2 separate regions of the Sus scrofa genome follow, and region 1 is linked to region 2. The links are chromatin contacts, called in public Hi-C maps. All regions are on one chromosome and are shown on one strand. The core of a region is the stretch at or near the end of the contact, and the rest is flanking DNA. Distances in the headings are between cores, read along the strand shown. Region 1 holds the start of NAA10 (N-alpha-acetyltransferase 10). Region 2 holds the start of HAUS7 (HAUS augmin-like complex subunit 7).

What was found. Hi-C and Micro-C count contacts between places; a contact is called where the count stands out from the background.
Region 1: a Hi-C map of epiblast stem cells shows a contact between it and region 2, with 2.7 times the contacts expected there. The contact joins the promoter of NAA10 here to the promoter of HAUS7 in region 2. A contact is called at or near these places in 1 of 47 Hi-C or Micro-C datasets (epiblast stem cells) and 1 of 2 datasets of contacts at active chromatin or transcription factors (alveolar macrophages).

What each region holds. Positions count from the first base shown.
Region 1 is chrX:124,657,274-124,665,008 of Sscrofa11.1, reverse strand. NAA10 (N-alpha-acetyltransferase 10) reads left to right here and starts at 2,265. Exons shown (of 8, transcript XM_013986517.2): 1 at 2,265-2,498; 2 at 2,967-3,065; 3 at 3,492-3,550; 4 at 4,375-4,420; 5 at 4,507-4,622; 6 at 4,836-4,880; 7 at 5,330-5,414; 8 at 6,251-6,580. The coding sequence starts at 2,478. The coding sequence ends at 6,487. It overlaps RENBP (renin binding protein), which reads left to right. Exons shown (of 11, transcript NM_213900.1): 10 at 1,731-1,818; 11 at 1,906-2,052. The coding sequence ends at 1,979.
Region 2 is chrX:124,254,081-124,261,472 of Sscrofa11.1, reverse strand. HAUS7 (HAUS augmin-like complex subunit 7) reads left to right here and starts at 3,340. Exons shown (of 10, transcript XM_021079955.1): 1 at 3,340-3,492; 2 at 4,272-4,387. The coding sequence starts at 3,394.

The sequences.
Region 1 (7,735 bases), core at 1,016-3,515, 400 kb before region 2:
AGAAATTCAGACATTACAGACAGGGCAAACACTCATCTTTTGTTTTCCTCCTGGGTCAGATCAAGGAGTCGAAAAACAAGGACTGAGCAATGTCCCTGGAAAGAGACCGAGTACATACAGAACAAATTTTACTCCCTCAACTTGTCTCTGTGAGGACGCAGGTTCGATCCCTGGCCTCGCTCAGTGGGTTAATGTTCCAGCGTTGCCGAAAGCTGCAGTGTAGGTCGCAGATGTGGCTTGGATCCCGTGTGGCTGTGCCTGTGACCGGCAGGTGCAGCTTCGATTCGAGCCCTAGTCCCAGAACTGCCGTTTGCCACAGGTGTGGCCTTAAAAAGAAAAAAAAAAGAGTACACCAACTCACAGGCGCCCATTTACACAGACATTTTTTTTTTTTGTCTTTGTTTTTGTCTCTTCAAGGGCCGCACCCGCAGCATATGGAGGTTCCCAGGCTAGGGGTCTATTTGGAGCTGCAGCTGCTGGCCTCCGCCACAGCACCGCCAGATCCAAGTTGCATCTTCGACCTACACCGTGGCTCACGGCAACGCCGGATCCTTAACCCACGGAGCGAGGCCAGGGATCGACCCCTCGTCCTCATGGATCCTAGTCCGGTTTGTTACCACTGAGCCAGGATGGGGACTCCAAGGACGACATTTTGATAGGGGACTTCAATATCGTTGATTTCTTCCTTGGGCCTTCTGAGAAGGGCTTCTGCTCAAGTCTCTTATCTGGAAAGGAAAGAGAAGGGCCTAGACCAGGGGTCTGAGGTCTATACTGGAGTGTCGGGAAGGAACTGGAGAAGCCTCCACGGGATAGGTGCCCGGTGGGATGTGGGCAGGAGAGAAGGGAGTCCCAGGGCATCAACAGAGCTGTGGGGCAGGGGCAGGCTTCGGGTGGCTCCAGGGGAGGGGGAGTGTGTTTGAGACCTGTGGTGTGCAGGGCCGGAGTCAGATGTCATTGCTACATGCCCACCATCTCATCTCCCTGGAAGACAGGCCTGAAGATTAGGCCTCGGAGGAGCAGGGAACCAGGACCTCCTAGGGAGTAACTTGTTATAAAGTTACACGAGGGTTGGGCGCTTCCATCATCAATGTTTTCTTTGTTTCTTTTTCTTCTTTTTTTTTTTTTTTTTTTTTTTTTTTTGCATTTTAGGGCCAAGGAAGTTCCCAGACAAGGGATCGAATCAGAGCTACAGCTGCCAGCCTACACCACAGCCACAGCAATGCGAGATCTGAGCCGCATCTGCCAATTAACCCACTGAGCAAGGCCAGGGATAGAACCTGCATCCTCATGGTTACTAGTTGGGTTCGGGTTCATAAACCGCTGAGCCATGAAAGGAATTCCTGTTTCCTTCTTTTAAATCAGTTATTATTGAAGTACAATTTATATACTCTAAAACGTATCCATTGTAAGCATTTAGTTCACTGAGACATGACAATGTGTATATCTGTCACCACCAGCGCAATCATGATAGAGAATTTCTTATTCCAACTTGCAAGGTTTCATCTCACAGCCTGTGGCCTCTTTCCCAAGCAGTGTTATCTAGGTGCAGACTCCCACCCACCTGCAAAAAAAGGAAAAGGAAAAGCCCTCGCATTCACCTTTGTCCGGGACTCACTTAGGAGCACTGATTGTGGAGCGGTTTAGTGGGGACAGGGAACGCCCCTTCCCCAGGGCCTGTGGCGTCGGGGCGGCTCCTGCAGGCACCACCTGTCACTTCCTCCTTGTTGCAGTTTCGTGATCCCGAGTACGGGGAATGGTTTGGCTACCTGAACCGAGAGGGGAAGGTTGCCCTCACTATCAAGGGGGGTCCCTTTAAAGGTGAGTGGGAGATACGGCAGGGCTTCAGGGGCTCGGAGCGCTCGGCTGCCCCTGGCCCTCCCAACCCGCCGTCCTGCCTCTGCGCAGGCTGCTTCCACGTGCCGCGGTGCCTTGCCATGTGCGAAGAGATGCTGAGCGCCCTGCTGAGCCGCCTCGCCTAGGCTCTACGGCGCCCGGTCCTCGCCCGCTGACCCCGCCCGCCGAAGCGCAGAATAAAGCTGAGCCTGCACCATAGCCCGTGTGCGAGAGTCTCTGGGTCTCGGGAAGGGAGAGACCGCCGCGCTGGCCAGAGGGCACCTGCTCACCAGGACAGTGACCCGCCCCGCGCGCTGGGCCCGCCCACCCTGCCAACAAGGCCCGGGGCCCGCCAGGTCATTGGCCCGACCAGACCCCGCCTCGTCACGCCCCGCGGGGAGGCCCCGCCCCGCCCTTGGCCCACCCTGCGCATTGGCCAAGCGGCCGAGAGGGCGGGCCCGCGGCGCGCACTTCCGGCCGGTGGCCGGGCCCGGTGCGCACCGCCCCTTCCGCCACCGCCCCCGCGATCCCGGACCCAGCTCCAGTCCCAGCCGTGCCCTGGCAGCTCCGGCGACGCTCCGGAGCGCGGCGACAGCTGACTGCGCGTTCACGACCCGCTGGGAGCCACGAGCCCCGCCGCCGTTATGAACATCCGCAATGCGAGGGTGAGGGGCCGGGGCCGGAGGCTGTCCGCGCCGCGTGGGAGCGGGGCCCGGTGGCCGCGTGCGCATGCTCCCCAGGGGCCCAGCCGAGCCCCGGGCCAGTCGCTCTGCGCGCCAGCGGCCGACCGGCGCGGCACAGTGAAGGCCACTAAGCCGGTGGGACTGGACCTACGCGAATAGGAGGCCAGGGGCGCAGGGCCGGGGCTTGCAAACCCGTTCTTTCCGGGACGTCGGGGCGCAGCTGGATGGTGTCTGGGAGCTTCCTGGCGCTCACGTTCATTCCTGGAACAGTCAGTTTTTGCGCAGTGGCTGTGAGCCAGGCCTGTGCAGAGACAGATAGTCACGGCGCCCGCCCAGCCCGGTGGGGTGGGGGGGTGAGTAGACAGCCAGCAGAGTTGTAACAGGTCTGAGGCCTACTTAGTCACCACAGCCCCTGGCCTGACCGCATTCCGCTGCCCTCCTCCCCCGCAGCCAGAGGACCTGATGAACATGCAGCACTGCAACCTCCTGTGCCTGCCGGAGAACTACCAGATGAAATATTACTTCTACCACGGCCTTTCCTGGCCCCAGGTGGGCAGCTTTTGCATTTAGGGATGGCGGAAACCAGACCAAGGAAATTCCAGCCTGGGTCAGTTTGGGAGGGGCAGGCAAGGTCGTCAAGACCCTAGCGGGGCGAAGGGGTGAACAGGCCCTGAGTGTCTGCGGGTGGGGGGGGGGGGGAGAGGTGCCTGAAGAGGGCGGAGGAACAGGGCCAAGGTAGGGATCCCCTCTGTGCCTGTCCACCCCTTCTGGGTTAGGGACCAGGGCACAGTGTGGTGCGGGAAAACCAAGCCACTTGGGCCAGAGCTCAGGAACTGTCACTGAGCTCCCCGCCTGTGCTTGGCTGCCGTCTGTCACACACACGGTAAGAGGCAGGCGGTCGGGCCAGGTGTCCGCCAAGGGCGCCTCCGGCTCTGACAGGCGTTTGTTTTCTGCCTTCTCTTTGCTGTCACCCAGCTCTCTTACATCGCCGAGGATGAGAATGGGAAGATTGTGGGGTACGTCCTGGCCAAAATGTGAGTCACCAAAGGATGGAGAGAGAAGCCTGGCGCCTGACCTGGGCCGGGGAGAGGGGGGAGCACCAACTCGGGATGCTGTGCCTGGGGTGGGCTGGTTGGTTGGTTTCTAGTTCAGTTGTGGCTTTACAAGCAACTGAGGGGCGAGTCCAGGGTTCCCATGTGACCTCTCCCCTCTTCTCTAGTCTCCTATCCTTGACATCTTGCGGGACATTTGTTACAGGTGGTGAGGCGACATTGCTACATTGAAGTCCACAGTCTCTGCCTTCTGCCCTCTGTGGACAGATGGCTCCCAGCACCTGTGCCCCTACTGTAGTGTCAGGCCCAGCAGTGTCACTGCCCTGAAAGTCCCTGTGCTCCTCACAGCCGTCTCTTCCTCCCTCCAGCCCTGGTGGCCACTGATCTCTTTCCTCTCTCCACAGTTTTGCTTTTCCCAGGCCATATGTTTAGAACCCGTGTGTAGCCTTTTCAAACCACCTTTCACTTTAGTCATGTGCGTTGAAGTTTCTTCCACCTGCTTCCATGGCTTGAGAGCTCCTTTCTTTTTTTGGGGGGGGGGCTGGCCTGTGGCAGGTGGAAGTTCCCAGGCAAGGGATCAAACCCTTGCCACAGCAGCGACCCGAGCCGCTGCAGGGACAGTGCCAGTTCCTAACACGCTGCGCCACAAGGGAACTCCAGAGAGCTCTTTTCTTGTTAGCCTTGAACGATACTCCATCGACCCTGCATGTCTTTTGGCTGCTGCCTGGGGTTCTGAGAGTCCTGGCTCCCGCCCCCTGGGGCTGGGACGTCTGAGGTTCTTCACTAACCCCTTCTTCCTGCGCTAGGGAAGAGGACCCTGACGACGTGCCCCACGGCCACATCACCTCATTGGTGCGTAGGGCCCCCCCCCCCGCCGGGCTCTGGGGGGAGTGGGAGTTAGTGGGAGCAGCCCTCGAGGCCCACCTTTCTCCCACCAGGCAGTGAAGCGTTCCCACCGGCGCCTCGGCCTGGCTCAGAAGCTGATGGACCAGGCCTCCCGAGCCATGATTGAGAACTTCAACGCCAAATACGTCTCGCTGCATGTCCGGAAGAGGTGGAAGCCAGGGGAAGGGGAAGGGGGGCGGGGAGAGGGACTGTCTTGATGTGGGTCCTGGGGTGCCTTCCTTGGCTTTTGGAGAAGGTCGGGAAGTGGGATGGGTGGGGCGGGGTGGGGGGGGGACGGGACTCAGTGGGGGCAGGACCTGGATGAGCCGTCCCTGCCCACAGCTGAGTCTGTGGGGCTCAGCAGTGCCTTGTTCCCCTGCAGTAACCGGGCCGCCTTGCACCTCTACTCCAACACCCTCAACTTTCAGTAAGTAGATCCGGATATTCCCGAGGGACTGCGATGGGCCCAGGTCTGGCTTATCCAGGTGGCGGGATGGGCTGAGCTGCCTTCGGGGCAGGGGGGTGGGATAGCTGGAGTTTGCCAACACAGGGAGGGGGCCGGGGACTCCCCACCTTGCCCGGACACCTCCTCCGCTCTCAGGGGCAAGGGCACCCGCCTGCTGCCGCCTGCTCGAGGCCTGATGTGATTCCAGGGGATGTTTGGTGTTTCTTGCTGGGCCGGGAGAAGACTGCCTGATGCTGGCGGGGGCCTGGTGGAGGGCGGCAGTAGAGACAAGGGCCCAGGACAGGAGCAGAGGGAAAGCAAGCCACGATGGAAGTGTCTCTGATAGGGTCCTTGGAGGGGCTGTGCCGCCCTGCCCACTAGGAGAGGCTGCCTCTTGACCTGGGTTGTCCTCCTTCTCCACCCCCCCCCAGGATCAGCGAAGTGGAGCCCAAGTACTACGCAGACGGGGAGGATGCATATGCGATGAAGCGAGATCTCACCCAGATGGCCGACGAGGTAAGAGTCCAGTGGGGTCAGGGCCACCGTCCTGCAGATGAAGCAAAGCAAGGCCGGCAGGGGTGGCCTGAGGCAGCAGGAGGCCGTGATGGCTGGAGGCCAGGTGGACTAGGCGCCAGCCTTGCTGGGAGTCACGGCCCTCCCTCACCTCAGCTGCCCTAGCTGTCGGGGGGGGGGGGGGGGGCTGGACCTTGGCAGAGCTCTAAAGATGGCCATCGAGGGAGTTCCCGTCGTGGCTCAGTGGTTAACGAATCCGACTAGGAACCATGAGGTTGCGGGTTCGATCCCTGGCCTTGCTCGGTGGGTTAAGGATCCGGCGCTGTGAGCTGTGGGGTAGGTCGCAGATGCAGCTTGGATCCCGCGTGGCTGTGGCTGTGGCGCAGGCCGGCGGCTATGGCTCCGATTCAACCCCTAGCCTGGGAACCTCCATATGCCGCAGGTGCGGCCCTAAAAAGACAAAAAATAAATAAATAAAGACGGCCATCGACCCAAGCTTCCATTCTCAGAGGAAGGAACCTGTACCGCCACAGAGGCGTGATGCAAGAGGGAGGAGGCCCTAGAGGTGCTGAGAGACGGGGGCGCCACAGCAGCCGTGGGAGGGAGTCTGGAGCGCCTCCGCTCTACGGGAGAAGAAACAGGCTCACAGAGAGGGCAGCGCCAGGACTCCGCCGGCTCTCCCACCTCAGCCTGTGTTTCCCACCCTGGCCGGGCTCCCTGGCATCCCGCCCCCTGCCCCAGCAAGTGAAAAGCCCCAGGGGGCGGGAGAGGGCCTTCGTGGTCTCGGGACTTAGGCCCTGTCTCCCTCCTCCCGCCTCTCCCTGGGCTCCTGGCGGCAGCTGCGGCGGCACCTGGAGCTGAAGGACAAGGGCAGGCACGTGGTGCTGGGCTCCATCGAGAACAAGGCAGACAGCAAGGGCAACTCGCTTCCAAGCTCGGGAGAGGCCTGTCGTGAGGAAAAGGGCCTGGCTGCTGAGGACAGCGGTGGTGACAGCAAGGACCTCAGCGAGGTCAGCGAGACCACAGAGAGCACCGACGTCAAGGACAGCTCAGAGGCCTCGGATTCGGCCTCCTAGAGCCTGCACGTGCTCGGCTCCCTGCCCTGGCCTGCCCATCCCATCCTCACCGCGAGAGGTTTCACAATAAACTTCACCCAGTGGCCTTGGGGAGATTGTGTGCGAGTGTGCACATCTTTGGGGTGTGTGGATGCCCCTCTCTGGCTCTTCCGCGTCCCTGTGGATGTGGACCTCACGTCCTTTTGGCACAGTGGGTCCTGCTAAGCCCAAGTAGAAGGGAAGAGCGTTGTCGGGGTCTTTGAGGTGTCTGAGGGGTCCCCGGGGGGAAGGAGACCCTGGAGTTCTGGGAGCCTTCTGAGCCCTGCTCCAGATGCAGGTGCATCATGTCATTTCACGCAGAATGAGCCCTCTGTTTTTCACAGCTTCAACTCCAGCCCTAAAATTTTCTCTTGCGCCTTTCATGCCTGCTATTCCTTCTGGCTGCAGCGCCATTGTTTGCTGCCCCTCATCCCTGGGTGAGCCATGCCTGGACCACCCACCTCCCAGCGGAGCTCAGGACTCCTTAGCTGTCACTGTACCTTATGCCTCTGCTACCGCAGATGGCACACTGCGCCCCTGCTACGCTGAATAATTCGCCTCTGAGATCCGGAGCTCGGCTTTCTCTCTGGCTGGCGCCTGACACGTGACCAACAGGCAGCCGGGGAAGCGGAGACGAGTGGGTGAGGCCGGGAACAGGAAGATGCGCCTGCGCACGCTCGCCTGCTCGCTCGCTCGCTCGCTCGCAGGCGGGGCGGGGGAGGGAAGCTGTGTTCTGATTGGCTCGAGCTGCGGGCTTGCTCCGCGCCCCGCCCTCCGCGCTGGTGTCAGTCCCTTTCGGTTCGCCGGGAGCGCCGGGCTTCATTCCCAGGCTCTGATTGGCTCGGGGGCGGGGCCGCGGGCGGGACGGGGCGAGAGAGCATGCGCGCTACCCGAGCCGCGCCCCAGCGCTGGTGGGAGGGAGCCGGCGGAGGCTCCCACGGTTCCCTGCGGCGCTCTCCTTCCTCCGCCGTCCGGCCCGCCCTCTTGCCCTCCGTGCCCTGCGTCCCCGGCCGGCCTGTTGACGCTCGGCTGCCCCCCGGCGGTCGGGTTTCCTGGGCGGAGGTGGGAGCTGCGGCGGGGGCGGAGGACAGAGTGGGGAAGCTGCAGGCCGGACTGGCCCTGGGGGCCCAGCACTTCCTCCGCCTGTGGGAGGGGCCGCTTCAATGCCAAGGTGCTGAGGCTGGGAGGCCGAGAGAGTGGGAAAAGCAGGAACCCCTGTTCCCTAGCCTT
Region 2 (7,392 bases), core at 2,091-4,590:
TTTGCCTAGGCCAGTCTCTAGGGACTTGGGGTGGGTGAATGACAGCCATCCAAAGGAAAGTCAGTGTCATTCTTGTTCCTGGAACCCTTTGGGGTCCCTGCAGTCTTGAGGCTCTTCCTCAGCTCATTTGCAAGGACCCCCGCTTTCATATTCTCCACCCCTCCTTCCACCTGCGCGAAGATGGTTTGTTTTCGAGGGGGCTTCTGGCTGGCACGGATGGTGTGGGCTGGCTGCAAGCCCTGGGCACCTGGGTGGATGGGTGACCAACAGCCCAGCCTGGCAGCTGGGTCTGGAACAGATGAGAGAGGTCTGGGAAGGAGGGGCCAGGGAGCGGGGAAGGAGACCGAGGAGACAGCCCTCTCCCTCACCTCTCCTGGACAGTCTTGAACTCAGACCGTCCTCAGCCTGATCTCATCCCCCTGTCTCATTTCTCCCCCAGATCCAATGCCAGGCACTGCCCCTTACTTCTCCCATAGAGGAGCTGCTTATCCCATAACTAACTGAATTCTTCCCTCACACACACACACACACACACACACACACACACACCCTCACCCTCTTCATACTCTGCTTGCCTTTTCCTCAGGAGCCTGCAGAGGATGGGCAAGGGGTGCTCTGATCTCCTTTTCTCACCTGGAAATTGCAGGGGTGGAGGGACCTTCCATCCCTTAAAATCTCCCCTCTTTGGGAACCAGGCCCTCAACCCCTGCCAGACGCAGCAGAAGCCAACTTGCCTTCTTTCCCTTGCTGGAGAGGTAAACCCTTGAACTTCACCTTCCTTTGATTGGCATTTGGGGGAGTCCTGGTTAAGGTTCCCCTGGCACCCTGGGGTCTGCTGCTAAAGGCACGTGGGGCTGGGATGCTCTCGGGGCCCTTCCTTGTGCCCATGGCCCTGCACAGCTCCGGCCGGCAGCCCGCTGCTCCAGGGCACAGGGGCCATGGGGTGAAGCCCCCTGGCTGGTGATACATTTTGGTGCCTGAGGCCCAAGTGAGGCGCGCCACTGTAGCCAGCCCATCGTTGACACGATGGGGCCTGCCCCTGTCAACTGGTCTCATCTTCCAACCTGTTTTCCAAGCACTGGCACATGGCCGGGTCTCCCCCATGATCAAGAGGTTGGCTCTGGCTAAGTGCAGGGCTCGGGTCCGCCCAGGGCCCCCCCAGTCACATCCCCTTCTGGGTGGACCGGTCCTGCGGCCCCATTTCGGTCCCTGAGCAGCTCGGGCCTCCCTCCTTCCTGGACGCGGGGGGCTGGGGGCAAGAATGCCCCCTAGAAAGCTGTCCCCTTACTCCTCACAGGAGCAAGACCCCCATTCCTCCCTGCCTCCCCCAGCTTGCACACACCTGAAGACGGGGAGCTCCCTCCCTTTCCAGGCAGCCAGCTCGTGTTTAGACAGGGCCCTCTGAGAGGAGTGCTTCCTTGTATTGAGTTTGACTCCACCTTTCCAGAAGTTTCTACCACCGGGCAGCCCTTTCTTCCCTCCTCCCTGAGCGGCCCAGCAGTCTCTGCTCCCATCCTCGCCTCTAGTCTTTCCAGTGGAGGCTGCTGGGGGGCACCATGATTCTGAGGCGGGGTGGGCAGGGAGGCTGGCGGCGTCTTCCGCTGCCATCGCCATGAGCTGAGGGCCGGTCAGTGGGTTCTTCATGCAGGGGATCAACCCTGGGACCCCCTGAGATGGTCTTCGCTGCTCAAGGTGCTGGCATTCCCCGCACATCCCACCCTGTGCCACAGACAGAGCTGCTGAGTCGGGGAAGGGCTGTTTAGAGTACTGGCTCCATGGAGCTGGGTGGAGAAGGGGAATTTTCTTCCAGAATACACACAGGGGCTGGTTTCTTCCCGATCCTCAGGAGCAGAGGATATGGGGAGGGTGGGGGAGGCCACCACACTGCCATGGTTTCTCCCGCCAAATTCCCCAGTCCTAGGAAAGATCCACAGAAAAAGCCACAAGAATTTGAACGTCTGAGTTGGGGCTGTGATTGAAACGAAATTTTTTAAAAAGAAAGAAAAAACAAAAACAGAAAAAGAGAAAAAAAGACTTAAAAAAACAACCCAAAGCCCCCCTACAACCTTCAGCTGCCAGAAGGGCCCAAGGCAGCAGCCACGTCATCGACGTGGGACGGGACCTCAAGGTGCTTTGCATGTCTCTAGGTCCCTGGACTCCTGCAGTGGGCTGTCCCTTCAGCTCCAGTTCTGAGGCTTGGTGTCCTCAGAGGAGCTTGGAATTCCAAACCATTCAGTAGGGAATCCGGCCGCGCCCCGCAAGGCCAGGCCGGGTCCCTTCCTGTTAGCCCAGGCTCCTGCCCCTGCCCTCCCAGAACAGGGCCGACTGCCTTCTGCCAGGTCCCCAGGTCTCCTTCTCTCTAGACCTGCCCCCGGTCCCATCCTCCAAGAGATGACAGGGTGGGGCACCGAGCAGGGATAGACCCTGGAGGGGATTGAGGGCTGACAGCCCCACTCCCCTGGGCACCAGCCACCCTCCAGCTCCTTCCCAGCTCATCTGATCCCCAAGTCCCCGGGATGGGGGCATTCACTGAGCGGGGGGCTTTTGGAGGGGCGGGGGAGGACAAGGACAGGTTGACAAACTCCGTTTCCGACTCACTGAGTCTGGGGGGGGCCTGAGAGGTGCCAAGACATTTGTAAGTGGACAGGGCAGGAAGGAGGCACCGAACCTTCGGGAAGGCGGAAGACAGAGTCGGGGAGGAGGAGGTGGAAGGAGCAGGGCCCAGCATCATAATAGCGAACATTTCCAGAGCGCTTTTTCCATGCCAGGTATTGTCCTAGGTATTTCATAGGAATTATTACCTCATTCTATCCTCATAGCAACCCAATGAGGTAAACGCTCTCATTAGCCCCATTAGGTGAGGGCAAGGAGGCACAGAGAGGTTAGGTAACCTGCCCGAAGTCGCACAGCTGGGGAGCTGGGGCCGGGTTCGAACCCACGAAACCTCCGTCAACTCCAGCTGGGAATGTGGGAAACCGGAGACAGAGCACCGCTTTGGAAGATGGGACGTTTAAGCTCCAGTTCCGTCCGGTCCAAGGCTTTCCTTCATCCTCCCGCGGAGAAACCGACCTGTGCAGGAGCGCCCTCTCCTGGAGGACGCTCTCCCCGCCGTGTTCTCGGCCCTCTCCGCCGGCCGGGGGCGCCGCGAGCGGGCGACCGAGCGCCCGCCCCGGCTCCGCCCTCTTTCTCGAGGTCGGTCTTCTGGGCGGGGCCGAGGCGTGCGCCGAGGCGCGGCCCAATGGGAAGGCGCGGTGGGGGTGACGGAGGCTCGGGGCACCGCCCCCTCCCGGGCGCCGGCGGTGGGCGGGAGGAGTGCGGGGCCTGCGCTTGATTGGCGGTCGGGCCGGCCAGTCAGCCCCGGGCGCGGGCGGGGCGCGGCTCCGAGCGCGAAACATGGCGGGACGAGTCGCCGTTGGCGGCGGTGGCGGCAGCGAGGATGAGGGCGACGACGCCGTGTTCAAGGCGGCCGTGGAGGTCTTCGGGAAGCTGAAGGTGCCGCGGGGCCGAGGAGCCACCCCAGGCCGGCGTGGGCCGGGTGGCAGGGCGGGCGGGGTGTGGTGCGGAAGTCGGCGGCGCCCGGCGCGGCCCGTACCGGGTCGTTCGGTCCGGCGCCTCGAGCGTCCTGCCCCCGAACTTCTGCGGCACAGACCCTGCAAGACTCGGCCGGGGCGCGCGGAGCGAGCAGAGGCGGGGAGGGCACAAGCCGGGGCCTCAGGGAGCTCGCGCGGTCGGGGTGACCGCGGCGGCGGGGGGGGGAGCGTCCGTGCCCCCAGTCGAGTCAGCGTCAGATGCCCGTGAGGGTACTGGTGAGGAAACCCTTCTCTTGAGGCCAGGCAGCTGTCCCCGGTCGTGCTCCCCGCGCCCCCGCCCCCATCGGGTCCCCGCGCTCCCCTCCCCCCCCCACCCCACGATCGGCTCGGTCGGCCCCGTCCCTCTCCTTTCCCTGTGGTTCCGCAGCCGGGAGCCGCCATCAGAGTCTAGCTAAGGCTCCCAGTTGCTCCTCCGTCCACGTCCAACTTCTGCTTGAGCCCCAAGAGGGGCAGCTTCGATTGATGGGAATTGAACCCCGGGGCGCGATGGCAAGCGCGGCGGGGGTGCCGGCACGCCTGGCGGGGGTGGGGGGGTGGGCGGCGAGCCTGGAGGTGGGTGCTTGGCCGCAGTGAAGGCGTGTGCACACGAGGGCGGTGAGAGCATGATTGTAGATGTGAGTTTCAGCCCTTCGCTGATGGTGGGCTTTCTAAAGCTTGCTGGCTTTCCCTTTCCCTGCTTAGGACCTCAACTGCCCCTTCCTCGAGGGTCTTTATATCGCAGAACCAAAGACTATTCAGGAACTGCTGTGTAGCCCGTCCAAGTACCGCTTGGAAATCCTGGAGTGGATCTGTATCCGGTAATGTCCTTGGTTCTTCCTCACCCCTGGGGTTCGCGGCCACCTGGGGAAGATGGGCTTTTGTTCTCTTCCTGAGGAGCTGTCCTCCATCCAGGGTCACTGTGAGAGCTGCTGCTTAGGTAAGAAGTGCCAGCCGTGAAGGCGGGCTCAAATCTAGGGAGAAATTGCCCTGGGCAGTGCTTCAGTGTGTCTGTTTGCCACCTTGCCGAAGCTGAGCTTGGCCTCCTGGAGTTTTTCGTGCCATGACTACTAGTTTCTGAGCTGGCAGGGACTGGGCGTGGGAAATGATGGACTTCAGCCCTTTCATTTTCAGACCGGGAAGCTGAGGGTCGGTCTGGAGTCGCGAACTGTCTCGGCTCTTGCCACCAGAGAGTGACAAACAGGGCCAAAACCCTGTTTCCCAGTCCTTTGGGTCAAGGTGCACCTTGGGGTGTGTGCCTGGCACCGTGCAAGGGAAACGAAGTCTGCCCAGATGGCAAGGGGAAAAATCCCGAAAGTCCTGCGAAATGTCTCTTCTTCGAGAGCAGCAGCCCCTAGCTGAGCATTCAAGGCTGTGGTGGGGAAGGCTGAGGTGAGCCTCCGTGGGGCACTGGCTGCTGTGCTCTTGGCCATGACCCCCCAGGGCTGTCCCTGGAGTGGTCCTGGCCGGTCCGTCTGTAGTCTCCCAGGAGGCCAGGCCTCTGCCCCTCTTCAGCCTGGCCTGTCTGCCCTTGCAGCTGAGGAAGGTGCCTAGATGGGAGCCTGGCTGGAGCGGGGAGGATCCAGCTCGCACTCAGCTGGTGCGTGCCTGCCAGGCCCCAGGGAGTCAGCAAGCCTGCCCTGGAGGACGGAGGAGGGGCTTTCATGTTCCAGCCTGTGCCTTTCCAGCAGCCTCTCCTCCTGCCATCCAGGCCCTTCCCCAGGCCCCACCCCAGGCTTTGGCTCCGCAGTGCTCTCATAACCTTCTGTTCTCACTGACTCTTCTCTCTCCTGGAATGGCCCCTAAGGTCTCTGCATGTCACACATACTCCTATACAGCCTTTAAAGACCCAGCTCACATGTCCAGTCTTCATTTAAAAAGTCTCCATGAGTTCCTGTCGTGGCTCAGAGGTTAACGAATCTGACTAAGAACCATGAGGTTGCGGGTTCGATCCCTGCCCTTGTTCAGTGGGTTAAGGATCCGGCGTTGCCGTGAGCTGTGGTGTAGGTCGCAGACGTGGCTCGGATCCCGTGTTGCTGTGGCTCTGGTGTAGGCCGGCGGCTGCAGCTCTGATTCGACCCCTAGCCTGGGAACCCCCATATGCCGCGGGAGCAGCTCTAGAAATGGCAAAAAGACAAAAAAAAAAAAAAAAAAAGTCTCCAATTCCCAGGGCAAAACATGTCTCTCCTTCCCTTGGATGCCCATAGCCTCTTGAGCGCACCCCTGCCAGAGCCCTCAGCCTGCTGGTTCTGTCTTGGCCCTCTATCCTGTCGGACTCTCCAGTGCACTGGGAGCTGCTGGAGGGCGGGCCCCAGGTGGGCGCCCCCCCCCCCGCCCCCCCGTCAGCCCCAGGTTGCAGTGTGGTGTTGCGCATACTCGAGACACGCTCCAGGCTGTGGGCTGACAAGCAGGTGCACCCGGGTACCATTCCAGGTGCCTCAGACGGCTGGGTGTCCTCAGGGAGCTGGGGTTTAGTGTCCACAAAAGGCTCAGGCACAATCCCAGTGCTGGGCATCCTCCTGCAGTCTGAGGAGTGGACCTTGGCAGGGAGGAGGTGGTCTTTGATCTGAGAGGGAACGGGGGGCACTCGTTTCCACAGGAGTGGGGAGTCAGGGTGTGGGAGGGAGAGCTGGGCAGCACTGGTCTGAATGGCAGCTCAGGGCAGCTCATGGAGCTCATGGTGAGCCTGGCAAGCCGTGTGAAGCCCTTTGAACTTTATGCTCTGGGCGGGATGAGCATGGGACCAGGGGAGTGATGTATTGAAATTGGCATTTTGGGCAGGGTGAATTGGGCGGATGGACTTGGAGGGGAGAGGCTGGAGGCAGGGAGACCAATGCAGAGGCTGTTGCAATGGCCCTGGGAAAAGATGGCAGGACCCTGGCTTGGAATGGCAATGGCTCATATGACAGGCACTGTCTGCCCTGCAGGGACCCGCGCCTGGTCCAGGACCCTGGGAGGAGAGAGAGTAGTGGGGATGGCCTGGGTTGGTTTTTTCTTTTTAGGGCCACACCTGCAGCATATGGAAGTTGCCGGCTGGGGTGGAATCAGAGCTGCAGCTCCCAGCCTACACCACAGCCACAGCAATGCCAGATCCACATACGTGACCTACACCACAGCTTGCGGCAACACCGGATCCTTAACCCACTGAGTGAGGCCGGGATGGAACCCTCATCCTTGCAGATACTAGTCGGGTTCTTAACCCGCTAAACAACAGCGGGAACTCCAGTTCCTGGATCTTGAATGCAATCCCAGGAGGAGGGAGGCCAAAGTTCCATCTTAGAGAGGCTCTTGTGGGAGGGAGCCCAGATTTGCCTGGCCCGGCTGAAGGGTGAGGACCAGGTCGCTCTGTTGGCCAGAGGGGATGGGTGAGAGGCTACAACTGCAGTCCTCAAATGCTTTTAGTGCTGTTTTTGAATACAAGGAACAGAATCCTTTTAAGAAGTAAGCAGGGAATGTGCAGTGGCTTTTAATGACCTGGACCTGGCAAAGGTGCTGTAGGCCTTTCAGGGGCCTGAAGAGGACTGGACAGAGTTCAGTTTCTCCCAATTTCAGGTTGGCTTCTTTGCATGTGGCTTCGCCACTTCATCCTCCTTTAAGGGCCACTGTTTCACCCCTCTGGGCGGAACCTGGAAGCTGCACCCAGCACTGGGGAGGGGGGCGCTGGCCATGGCAGCTCTTAGTGGCCCCCATGCCAGGCTGGCCTTCAGCACGGGCGGGGCAGAGCCAGAGGGCCCCTGGGTGGCTGCGTGCGCTCGTGTGGCTTTCCTGGGCTCCCGAAGAGCTTTGCTTGCTTCAGGGCCTTGAGCACCGTCGGGTTGTGCCCTGT